Regions from separate parts of the Triticum aestivum genome. Here region 1 is linked to region 2. Evidence: chromatin contacts called from public HiCAR-type data. All regions are on one chromosome and are shown on one strand. Each heading gives the region's core, a stretch centred on a gene start, on an enhancer-like site or on the middle of the called end of the contact. The rest is flanking DNA. Distances are from core to core; before and after follow the strand shown. Region 1 holds the start of LOC123113085 (trihelix transcription factor ASIL2). Region 2 holds the start of LOC123116854 (low temperature-induced protein lt101.2).

Region 1 (6,355 bases), core at 3,750-6,249, 180 kb after region 2:
TCTGAAAATTACCAGAAAATCTAGACAACAGAAAAAAATCAACTGATTTGGACTTGTAGTTAAAGAGTTATAGCAGTTAAAGTTTTTGTTAAATTCTGAAATATAATTAAAAAGAAAAAGAAAACTGGGGGTGATGTCGAAGGCGTAAACCCGCGGGGCGCCACCACTTATACTGCTTCAGGCGCGGTTGAGTGGCTGAAAGTGGGCCCCCGCTATCAGTTTTTAAGAGAGAGAGAGAGAGAAACAGAGGAGAGCGACGAGTTGCCGGAGCTCTCTCTGGCGGGGAGCGCTCGGCTGCCGATTTGAGAGGGGGGGGGAATAGGTAGCTGAGGTTCTTGTGCATCTGCATGTACCTGAAACGTGGCTAGGGTTGGTTGGACGGGGTCGGGACAGAGCTCTCCAGCAGTGGCAGCGGGCGGAGCTCGTCGGAGTTGGCGATTCCGGTGAGGCAGGGCCGGTCTAGCAACTCCAACAGCACCAGCATGCACCAGTGGTTCACCAGGGACACGCCGGAGGAGTCGGTTGAGCTCAAGTGGCTCTGGAGAGGGAGGGGGAACTGGAAGGGGATCACCGGCGAGCTCGGGTCGGGGATGACGGCTAGAGGCCTGTCCGGCCAAGCTGCGGCTACCTACGGCGTGGTGGTGGTGGTGTGAGTTCAGTGGTGAGGAGAAATGAGCTCGGGAGGGCTCTATTTATAGGCGAGGCCGAGGCGAGGATCGAGTGCTCGCCGGAGTTCTCTAGAGGGGCGCCCGATGACGAATGGCATCAGTGAGAGGGGGAGAAGACGTCGTGGCTCATGCGGGAACTGTGGGCGAGCAGCAACGAGCACAGGAGCCAGGTACGCGACGAGCATAGGGGCACGAGTGCACTGTTGGCTTGGCCGCGCCGTGCCCGTGCTCGCTGCGGCAAGCTCCGGCGTCGGCGAGTGCCAGGGCAGAGTTAAGGGGTGGAGATGATGATGGGGGCGTGGTTTGGCAAGGTGCGGTAGTCGGGGCAGCGAGCACGCGCGCAACAGAGACACGGGCGCGTCGCAAAGCACGTCAGCGGCATGCCAACCCCTCTGGACGAACGCGGTCACCGCGTGAACTCTTGCCTCAGGCTGAGCGAAGCGCAAACTCCATGTCTGGCGTGTATTCCTTAGTGGTTTTGGTTGTTCTGGATGTTTGGATGGGTCACAAGTGAGCTGTGCGAGTGAACTTCTTCCTGGCAAGTTTCTGGACAAAAACTTGTGAGGTTAACTGGGAATGATTCAGTAAGAACTAAGGGTTGTGCTTTCGGGTTTAGCATTCACTTAGGAAGGTAATGAAGCTCAGAAAAGATCAACCCCAAAGGATCAAGGAAAAATATACTTGCTGTGTAATGTGGTTATTCTGTCCAGAACAGAAATGATTTTCTGTAGCAAAAATATTCCAAAAATTTATGCAATATTTTTGCTCAGGGAGGTGTCTTAGGGTCCAAAGAATATTTGTGAATTTTCTCAGGATTTTAGATGCAATAAAAATAGGGGTTGCTTTGGAGCATATTTATCTGAATTGATTTCTAGGGAAGAAAATGAATATTTTTCTTTTATGAAAAATATCCCTTGGGTTAGTTTTGGAGTTTTTCAGAGAAGGAAAGATGAGCTAGGGATGGATGGATCACTTGGGTGAAGATCAAGGGTAGGCCCAAGTGTTCAAGTCCATTTGAATTGATTCAAAACTCGAAATCCAAAGAAAATGCAAAAGAAAGTCCAGAAAAAGGGAGAAGGCAAATCCAGGCTATCACACGTAGAGTCTATCACACCTAATCATCACATGGTGTCTCAACACGACGAACTGTCGCAATGGTGCATACTCAAGGAGAACACTTATACCTTGAAATTTAGTGAAGGGATCATCTTATAATGCTACCATCGTACTAAGCAAAATAAGATGCATCAAAGATAAACATCACATGCAATCAAATTATGTGACATGATATGGCCATCATATTGTGATTTTGATCTCCATATCCAAATCATCGCCATGATCTCCATCGTCACCGCTCGGCACCTTGATCTCCATCGTAGCGCTGTGGTCGTCTCGCCAAATTTTGCTTCTACAACTATTGTTAACTCATAGCGATAAAGTAAAGCAATTACATGACGTATGCATTTCATACAATAAAGTGACAACCATACGGCTCTTGCTAGTTGCCAGATATCTTACAAAACATGATCATCTCATACAATAATGTATATCTCATCATGTCTTGACCATATCACATCACAACATACCCTGCAGAAACAAGTTAGACGTCGTCTACTTTGTTGTTGCAATTTTACGTGGTTACTACGAGCTTCTTGCAAGAACCGTTCTTACCTACGCATAAAACCACAACGATGTTTCATCAAGTTTGCTGTTTTAACCTTCTTTAAGGACCGGCCCTAGTCAAATTCGATTCAACTAAAGTAGGAGAAACAGACACCCCCACCTTTATGCAAAACTAGTTGCATGCCTGTTGGTGGAACCGGTCTCAGGTACGTGGACATGTAAGGTTGGTCCGGGCCACTTCATCCCACAATACCTCTGAATCAAAATAAGGCGTTGGTGGTAAACAGTATGACTATCACCGCCCCCGACTCTTTGTGTTCTACTCGTGCATATCATCTACGCATAGACCTGGCTCATGATGCCACTGCTCGGAATCATTGCATGGAAAACAAAAATTCTACGCTCTCGCAATGATCTATCCATGGAGATGCATAGCAACGAGGGGGAGAGTGTGTCTACTTACCCTCATAGACTGTAAGCGGAAGCGTTTCACAAAGTGGTTGATGTAGTCGAACTTTCTTCGCGATCCACCGATCGAGTACCGAACGTACGACACCTCCGATTTCTGCACACATTCAGCTCGGTGACGTCCCTCGCCTTCTTGATCCAGCAAGACATTGAGGTAGTAGATGAGTTTCGTCAGCACGACGGCATGGTGACGGTGATGGTGAAGTGATCTCTGCAGGGCTTCACCTAAGCACTACGAAAATATGATCGAGGGAGTAAACAGTGGATGGGGGCGCCGCATACGGCTAGGCAATTGTCTGGTGTGTGCTAGGGGCGCCCCCCCCCCCCCCACATATATATAGGTGGGAGGGGGAGGGGAGAGGCCAGGAGGCGCCACAAGTAGGACCAAATCCTACTTGGGCTCCTCCCAAGCCGCGCGGCCCCCTGCCATATATATCAGAGAGGGAAGGAAAGAAGCGGGAGGGGGAAGGAAGGGGGAATCCTATTCTCTTTCTTTCGTTTTCTTCTTCCCCTTTCCTTCTCCACCTTGGCCGGCCCATATGGGGGGCGCAGCAGCCCCTTGTGGCTGGTGTGTTTCCCCTCTTGGCCCACAAGGCCCATATCTTTTGCCGGGTGTGCCCGGAACCCTTTCCCGTGACCCGATATGTACCCAGTACCCTCCGGAACACTTCCGGTGTCCGAATACCATCGTCCTATATATTAATCTTTACCTCTCGACCATTTTGAGACTCCTCGTCATGTCCGTGATCTCATTCGAGACTTCGAACAGCAATCGGTCACCAAATCACATGACTCATATAATACTATATCGTCAACGAACGTTGAGCGTGCGGACCCTATAGGTTCGAGAACTATGTAGACATGACCGAGACACTTCTCTGGTCAATAACCAATAGCGGAACCTAGATGCCCATATTGGCTCCTACATATCCTACGAAGATCTTTATCTGTCGAACCGTTATGAGAACATACGTAATTTCCTTTGTCTATCGGTATGTTATTTGCCTGAGATTTGATCGTCGGTATCTTCATACCAGTTTAGTCTCGTTACCAGCAAGTCTTTTTACTCGTTCCGTAATACATCATCTCGTGACTAACTCCTTAGACGTTTGCTTGCAAACTTATGATGTGTATTACCGAGAGGGCCCAGAGACACTTCTCTGATACCCGGAGTGACAAATCCTAATCTTCATCTATACCAACTCAACAGACACCTTCAGAGACACCTGTAGAGCATTTTTGTAATTATCCAGTTACGTTGTGACGTTTGATAGCACACAAGGCACTCCTCCGGTATTCGGGAGTTGCACAATCTCATAGTCGAAGGAATATGTATTTGACATGAAGAACGCAATAACAATAAAACTGAACTATCATTATGGTAAGCTAATGAATGGGTCTTGTCCATCACATGATTCTCCTAATGATGTGATCCCATTATCAAATGACAACTATGTCCATGGTTAGGAAACCTTAATCATTTTTTATCAACGAGGTAGTCTATTAGAAGCTCACTAGAGACACGGTGTTTGTTTATGTATTCACACATGTATCAAAGTTTCCGATCAATATAATTCTAGCATGAATTAGGAAATATAATAGTAACCATTTTATTATTATCTTTAAGGCATATTTCCATCAGCGTCTAGGAAAGGGGATCCAGCAAAAACAAGTGTGAATCTCGTAGATATGGCGAAAACGACATGGAGTATGCAAAATCCCATACAAAAAAATCAGGATGGCCCATTACATGGGATCTATTCGGGCAGGAAAAATTGCCCATGCCCGTAAACCGGCGTTTATTATTTCGCATGCCCCGTTTTACGGTATCTGGTGCTCTTAGCCCCGGTTCTTTTGGGCGATTCTCCCAGAATCTTGAGAATCGACCCTCCGCCCAGCTTCTCCCAGAATCTTGTATCCATATTTTGTACAATCCTAATTGTACAAAGTTGGGTCATCTATTTTGGAACGGAGGGAGTATTTAGGATTGTAAAAGAAAAAAATATGAGTTCAAGATTTTGGGAGTAGCAGGATGAAGGGTTGATTCTCAAGATTATGGGAGAATTGGCCAAAAGAACTGGGCCTTAGTCGCATGACATCCGGAGCTGATAGGGTGGTGTCCCTGGAGCTGAGCTGCCGGTGCTGGCTCGGCTAGTCAACTGCCTGAACAGTGCTCCAGCAAGCCGCGAGGGAAAAAGGGAGCAGAAGAAGACGCACGCCAGTCCGCCACCAACCGCGGCGCGTGGGAGGGCTTAGCGCTAGTGCGGGTGCGGTGCGGGCGGAGTCCCACCCAGCAAGAAGCAACCAACCACCACGGTTGGGGTTGGGGTTGGGGTCACCGCCCGCCCGCCGGACGCGCCAGCGACAGCGACGAATCAATCCATCCGCTTTGTTTTGCCGCCGGGCCGCGCCGATCCGGTCAGCGCGCGCGTCACGCCCCCGCTCCCGTCGGCTAATGCGGTCCGACGCGACGCGCGCCTCCACTTCCCGCCCGCCCTCGCTGTCCGTGGCGGGCCTACCTCACGCGGCCGGCAGTTGGCAACCGTGGCCGCGCGGGCAGGCGGGCGGAGTCCTCTCTCCCCCCCACTTTCCCCCTCCCCCCACGGAGAGGAGAGGGATCCTTCCCCGCCCCACCTCCCGGCCCCGGCCCCGGCCGCCACCCTCCCTTTTCTTTCCGAGCTCGAATCAAGTCCCCTCGCCCTGCCGCCGCTGCCGCCGCGGCCTAGCCCTTGACTCTTCTCCACGACGCTCCCCCGCTGTCTTTTGACCGCTCCAAACTTGCTTTCTTGCTTCTCTTCCCCCTTGATCGCGGCTAGCCATGGGGTTATGAGTGACACAGCGCTTGCTTTGGATTCAGCTGTTCGTCCGTCCGGCAGCGGCACGGCACCCGCTGCCGCATCATAACCGCCGGCCTGCCCTTTCTGCTCCATCTGGGAAGTTAGCTCCTCCCGAAATTCCCTTCTTTCGTCACCCCTGGAAAAAGGGAAGGAAAAGGCGCCATCTTTTCCGATCCCAGCTTCAGGCCAGGGACACACCATCCTCCCCTGATCGCTCACGCGGCAGGCCTCCAGCTTCAGAGATTGAGCCAAGCTCTTCTTCTTCCCGAGCAGAATTCAGGCTCTGGTGCACCGGTTTTGAGCAGATCCCCGTGCCGGAGAGGGATCTTCTCGCCGACAGACTGACAGAGTCAGACGGTCTCGGTCCAACTGCTCCCCTGCCTCTGCTTAAGCTCGGTCCCCAGTTTTGGGGCTCCGGCTGCTCTGCTGCGGCCTCGATGGACGGCCTCCCCGACGCGGCGCCGCCCGCGCCGGCGCCGCAGCAGCAGCCGAAGCGCGACGAGTGGAGCGAGAGCGGCATCTCGCGCCTGCTCGAGGCCTACGAGGCCAAGTGGCTGCTCCGCAACCGGGCCAAGCTCAAGTGGAGCGACTGGGTCGACATCGCCCACGACGTCTCCGCCCACTGCTCCTCCTCCGACCACGCCTCCAAGCCCGGCGCCGCTGCCGGGGGCACCGCCAAGACCCCCAACCAGTGCAAGAACAAGGTCGAGTCCATGAAGAAGCGCTACCGGGCCGAGTCGGCCGCCGCCACGCGCGCCG
Region 2 (6,120 bases), core at 50-2,549:
AACTAGCACTTGCTCCAAAACGATGCCCTCAGGAGGAACAACGACAACAAAGGTACCATCATCGTCCGATCCGGTAGATCGAGATCTATGGTTTCCTCTGGAGCATCAGAGTGGGTTGCCACGACTTGCAACAATGATGGCTCGAGAAAGGAACGACATCATAGATGCCGCCATCGTCCGTCATGACCGAAGTCGGTGCGATTTTCACCGGAAGTCGCATCCCCCCAACCTCGCAGCTGGCTGGAACCGAATGGATCCTCGCTGTGGAGATGAGGGCCGCCGTTGGCACGCCGGTAGGGAGCCTCCAGCCGCCCCTCACCGGTCCTCCTCGCGCCACCGGCCGGCCAAGGCCGTATGGAGACGGATCTGGTCAGGACGCCAGATCCGCAGCCATCGGAGCCACCCATGAGCCCGCGGCCGCCACACCGCCAACCATGTAGGTTCCCATCGCCACCGCGCAGCAGAGACGCTACCCGACTGCCGCCCCAGCCTCCCCACGTGAGACGCGGCCTCCGCCTCATAGGATCTGCCGCAACGACCACCCGCCTTGGATCTGCGGTGCAGGGCCTGCCGCCACCGCGACCCTTCAAATGCTCACTTCCACGGACGTTTTACACCGACACAACGCAGCATACACCGTTTGTCGTATCAGTACAGTTTCTAAGCTACCAGGAAATAGAGCCCTAGGAGCGATCTTGTGTTTTTTTCGTGATGGCCCAGCACACCAGCTCCCCTGCCCATACAAAGTACTCAACCGACTTCCCTAAAAAAAATGTACGCAACCGACATTAAGAGTCTGGTCAAACTCCTCACCCCGCATGTCTTTCTGCTTTGTGTTTCAAGAGAGAGAGGAGGGGCGATTTGGGGGACAAGGTCGACCACCGGTGCTTGCAACTTGGGTGAGGGTTAAGTTGGGCGAGGTGGTTGCTGGAGACAATGATAAAGGAAATATGCCTAGAGACAATAATAAAGTTATTATTTTATATTTCTTTATTCATGATAAATGTTTATTATTAATGCAAGAATTGTATTAACCGAAAACTTGATACATGTGTGAATACATAGACAAAATACCATGTCCCTAGTCGGAATTCAAGCTGAAATTTATTCAGTTGTATCGGATTTCAGAATCACGAGAAACCGGCACTGTTCAAGTACTATGCAATAGCCACTTGAAATGCTCCACGTGTTGTGATACAGATTTTCTGGCCCCGTACCTGGTGGCACGTTGTGGCGTTTCGCCGTCGATCCGCGTGGCATGGCATGTCGGCACAGCCAGCCAGCCAGCAGCCCAGCACCACCACAACTTGTGTAATTAAAGCCTCCTCCCGTCCTTCCTTCCCCGCGACAGAGCAACGCGGCCCCCAACCAAACCTCCTGACCAGCAGAGCAAGAGAGAGGGAGGGAGAGAGAGATCTCCCGATGGCGTCCCGGAGCTGCACCTTCGTGGAGATCCTGCTCGCCGTCATCCTGCCGCCGCTCGGCGTCTTCCTCCGCTACGGCTGCTGTAGCGTAAGCAATCCATCCCCTTCCTCTCCGCGAGGCGATCCATGCTGGATCCTGATATATTAGCAAACTAATAATAGTGTTTATTGGTCTTTCTTTCTGTCTGCCTTGAACAGATGGAGTTCTTGATCTGCCTGCTGCTCACCATCCTGGGCTACATCCCCGGCATCATCTACGCCGTCTACGTGCTCGTCGCGCATGGCTCTGCCTCGGAGGAGAGCGGCAGGGACTACGACGCCCTTGGTTGATATCGTGTAGCACCTCATGCCGTGCGAATCAACGTCCTGTGTGTGTGTGTGTGTGTGTGTTTCCATCTGCTGCACTGTGTGGCGTGCCTTCTTTCTATATCAGTCTGTAAATGCTGCTTAAACCGTGCTCCGGTTTCCCCGGCCGTCCTGTGATTCTCATACAACCGAATAAATTTCAGCTCTGAAGATTTTGCCCACTGGTTTACGCCAGTCGGTGAGCAGGTTTGTGTGACAAACAGGAGTTGCGATCCCAGGATTCCCCGCCACTCATTGTGTGGCGATATTTCTCCGATCGGACTTAATTGTGTGTGCTATATGCTTCATTGATGGAGCAGAGATGCTGTCGACTCTCTCATGTCCAAAACAAACCGCCGAGACGTGCTTTTGTTTCGGCATGCTGTGGACGTGCTGACAGCCTGAAAGGATTGCTGCCACGCCTGGGCTGCGGCGAAGCAGAGGTTTGCTTGTGATCTGATCTCATGTGATGGGCTGGATGGGGCATCCGTCCAGGTGCGGCTCGTCGTCGGCTACTAGAGCAGGAGCAGCAGGTGGAGATGGGACGGCGGGACGGCTCGTCTGCGGCTGGCGCTGCAAGCACGCTGCTTTACATTTTGAGGCGGAACGATGTTCGGCGGCACTGATTGACCCACTTTGGTTGGATGCCGCTCTATTTAGATGCCACGACATCTAAACAGCCTTCTATGCTACCAAATTAATCCGTGTAAACTGGTTTTACCCGTTGACGCACGCTCGTTGCTCTCTGATTTGACTCATTCCCTTCGTCATTCTACGCAACAGCCTCTGTTCATATGGATGGGTAAAGAGGTAATAACATAGGTGGTGCTCGAACTTGCCACTGGGGTCCACTTTAGTGCCTAAAAACTTAAAAAATACATCGAACTGGTTCTAAAATTTGACGCGAGTGTGCAAATACGTTGCTAATGCCATTCATAGACGTAAAGGGTGCTGACCGTAGCACAGTATTTGATTGGCGTGGCATAGTATCCACTTGTAGCAACGAAACTGGATTTTAGTTGAATATAGTATGTCCCTATGACTGGTGGGGCCCTCCTGTCAATAGACAAGAAAACCAAAATAAAAATTGCCATGAAGTGTATGGGCGCGCTGTGCTAGCCACTCAGCTTTAAGGTAGCCAGACTTGGCCCCTCAGCTTTAATACTTGTGCTACTTAAATTGGCTGCAATCAGTGCGGCCCATTTAGCACATGTTATTTTACTTAAAATATCTGTGAATTATAATCACAATAATACAAATGCTACCATTCACACGTTAACGTCTGTAGATAATAATAATAATAATAATAACTTAGATTCAAATATTTGTGTGTTATTAATAGTTACCTCGTAGTATACAAATATTCGCGTGCCTGTATTATTAAAAAAAAGCTATAAACCAAGCCCCAAGCCATGTCATGCATTATAAATATTTGTGGTACATAAATAATAACCTCGTGGTACAAAAATATTCATGTGCACAAAAAAGAAAAAATATATAAATGTTCCAGTAATTTTAAGAAATAAGAAATATTAACATATTATTTTTAAAATACTATTTTTAATATAGTGAATGAATATTTACGTACATGCCTGGATCATATTTAATTTGAAGAAATTTATGGATAACAACATTTACTAAATACTTACGAATATTCACTGGCGTATAATTTCACTCATGGCTTATATTCTTAAGTTTTGTATAATGTAAATATAATCCACGAGTGAATATTCATATGTACATTTTAAATTTTAAATTATGAATAATTTTTAATTATAGAAACATTTTCTTAAATGACATACTTATGAATTATACAAATATGCATTTAATTACTCAAATATTTGAATAATTAAAATAATTTACGAACTGTAATTTTAAAATATTTTTATTATTTTATATTAAATTATACAAACATTGTTATAATTCGTATCTATTATTTTAGTTATATTAATGTGTTTTAAAATAATACATGAATATCCTAAAAGTTAAATGAACATTTTTTTAAGTTAGTTATTTTAGTTATATGTACAATATTTATAACTATTAATACCACACGAATAATTGAACTTTATTTGCATTACTGTGATTTATAATTTACAGATTTTTACATTTTTAAAAGTTAACATCTGCTAAATGGGCAGCACTAACTGCAAGCAATTTAAGAAGCACGAGCCTTTTATATTTCATAGTACATCTAGCCTAAGGGGCCGAAGTTTGCATATAAAGGTATCTGTTTGTGTGGCTTGTAAAATTACATCTAGCACAGCTCGCCCCCATTCTTCAGTTTGCTTGTTCAAACCCAGTTCCTTAGCATTTCTTATTTTAGTTTTCTTGTGTACTGACAGATGAGGCCCACTTTTTATAGACATAATATTCAACTAAAATCCGGTTTCGTCGCTAAAAGTGGACCCCATGCCACCTCAGCAAAATACGGTGCTACGGTCAGCACCCTTTATGTCTACGAATGACATTAGCACCGTATTTGCACGCTTCATGTCAAGTATTAGAACCAGTTCAACATATTTTTCAAGTTTAGGCACCAAAATGAACATTGATTGCAATTTCAAGCACCATTGGTGGTAAATAAAATCTGATGCATGTCGCCTGCTTGTCTTCAGTCAGAAAGACATGTGTTTGGCACTTCTATAACTTTTTGTTTTTCAGAGTAGCCGAATTGTATGCTGATGTCGTCATAATTCACCCATTACCTTAAATTTCAGAATTGTAAACAACCATTTTTCATGGATTATTTAAGCATTCCCTTTTGATACATCTATTCACTCTTGCGTAGTTAGAGACCATTCTCTTGCTAAAAAAATTATATGCTCTGACCTTCCGCTCAGCACTTCTCATGTCTTTCAGTGTGTTTGACACTTCTATATGTTTTTGTTTTTTCAGAGTAACCAAATTGTATGCTGATGCAGTCATAATTCATCCATTACCTTAAATTTCAGAAGTGTAAACAACCATTTTTCATGGATTATGTAAGCATTCTCCCTTGATGCGGTAATCTGCCAAGAGGTTCCGCAAGCCAGAAAAGCTTCATGAAATCAGTGTCTTTTTATTCTTTCTATTACAATATTTCCCCCCTTTGCACTGTACAGAGATGAGACATGAGAAGGCATGCTCGCGACAAATGGCGGTGCTGAGCGGAAGGTCAAAGCATATCTTTCGTTCTTCTGAGATGGAACATACAACAATACATGTATTACTCAAAAAAGGTTTCCCCCGCTTTGTATTCCAAAGCAAACCATCAATGTACACATCACAATGCTGGGGCGAGCAGCACATCAAGCCCAAAGAAAAAGAAGAAGAAATAAATGCCAACAATGGCAGCTCGAAGTGGAAGACCCGCGACCGCTGCGTCCTCCGGAAACAAACCACCACAACCCGAGGCTCCGATCTACCGCGAACTAAGCAGCACCTCCAAGAAGGGAGCGACGCCGATGACGCTGCTGCCCGGACAAGTCCTAGGGTTTCCCCCAGTACGCGGAGGGAGGTAGGGGATAGCTACTCCTGACACCCTCCAAGAAGGGATAATGGCACCCGCCGGTGTCACCGCATCGGAGCCGGACGAATCGACAAGGATTTCTCCCGCACGCCAAACCCCACCGGCCAACCGGAGTCGACCAGCCAAACCATCGCCTAACCATGCGCCATCACGGTTGCGCCGCCACCAACGCCGTCTCGCTGCGAGCACCACCACGAGCCAAGAAGACCGGAGAGAAGAGCCAAGCGACGGGAGCAGCAACACCAAGGTTGGGCGGGAAGGAACCACCTCCACTGCCGTCGTGCGGGAGGGGGGGGGGCTCTGGCGCCGTCGCGGTAGCCGTCCAGACACGGCATCGGGGCATAGTAGGCAACCCCTGGCTCGACCAGGCCCGAAACGGGGCGCTAAGCCCCGCCGGCCACGCTGTAGCAGGCTGGCGTCGACGCCGCCAGCACCCTGCCCATTATCACCACTCGCCACCGCCTCGTGAGGGCCACGCCAACGCCACGCCTGTTGCCGGCCCACCTGGCCCAGATGGTGCCCGAAGGGCCTAGATCTGGGCCGACCGGCGCCACCAACTCGCCCTCCCCCGCCAACGGCGCCGCCGCCGCCCAGAGTTCGCCCCCGCCCGCGACAGGAAACCTCGCCGCCGCTTGAAGACACCTCCCGGAGCCACTCCGTCCCGTGCCAGATAAACCCTAGATGTGGAAGGGTCGGGAGCCGCTGCAGCCAACGTCGCCCGAGCCAGGCCCGCGGCGGGCGACGGCGGCAGGAAGGAGGAGAGAGGGGAAGGAGGGGAGGCGCGACCGGCCGCCCGCGGGGGCGACGTGGTCGCGGTCGAGAGGGGAGCACTACAAAAAA

What was found. HiCAR-type assays count read pairs that join an accessible place to other places.
Region 1: a HiCAR-type map of leaf shows a contact between it and region 2, with 4 times the contacts expected there. The contact joins the promoter of LOC123113085 here to the promoter of LOC123116854 in region 2. A contact is called at or near these places in 1 of 5 Hi-C or Micro-C datasets (leaf) and 1 of 1 datasets of contacts at active chromatin or transcription factors (leaf).

What each region holds. Positions count from the first base shown.
Region 1 is chr5B:545,025,349-545,031,703 of IWGSC CS RefSeq v2.1, forward strand. LOC123113085 (trihelix transcription factor ASIL2) reads left to right here and starts at 5,000. Exons shown (of 2, transcript XM_044534213.1): 1 at 5,000-6,355. The coding sequence starts at 6,034.
Region 2 is chr5B:544,851,534-544,857,653 of IWGSC CS RefSeq v2.1, forward strand. It overlaps LOC123116854 (low temperature-induced protein lt101.2), which reads left to right and starts at 1,300. Exons shown (of 2, transcript XM_044537742.1): 1 at 1,300-1,512; 2 at 1,623-1,951. The coding sequence starts at 1,423. The coding sequence ends at 1,754.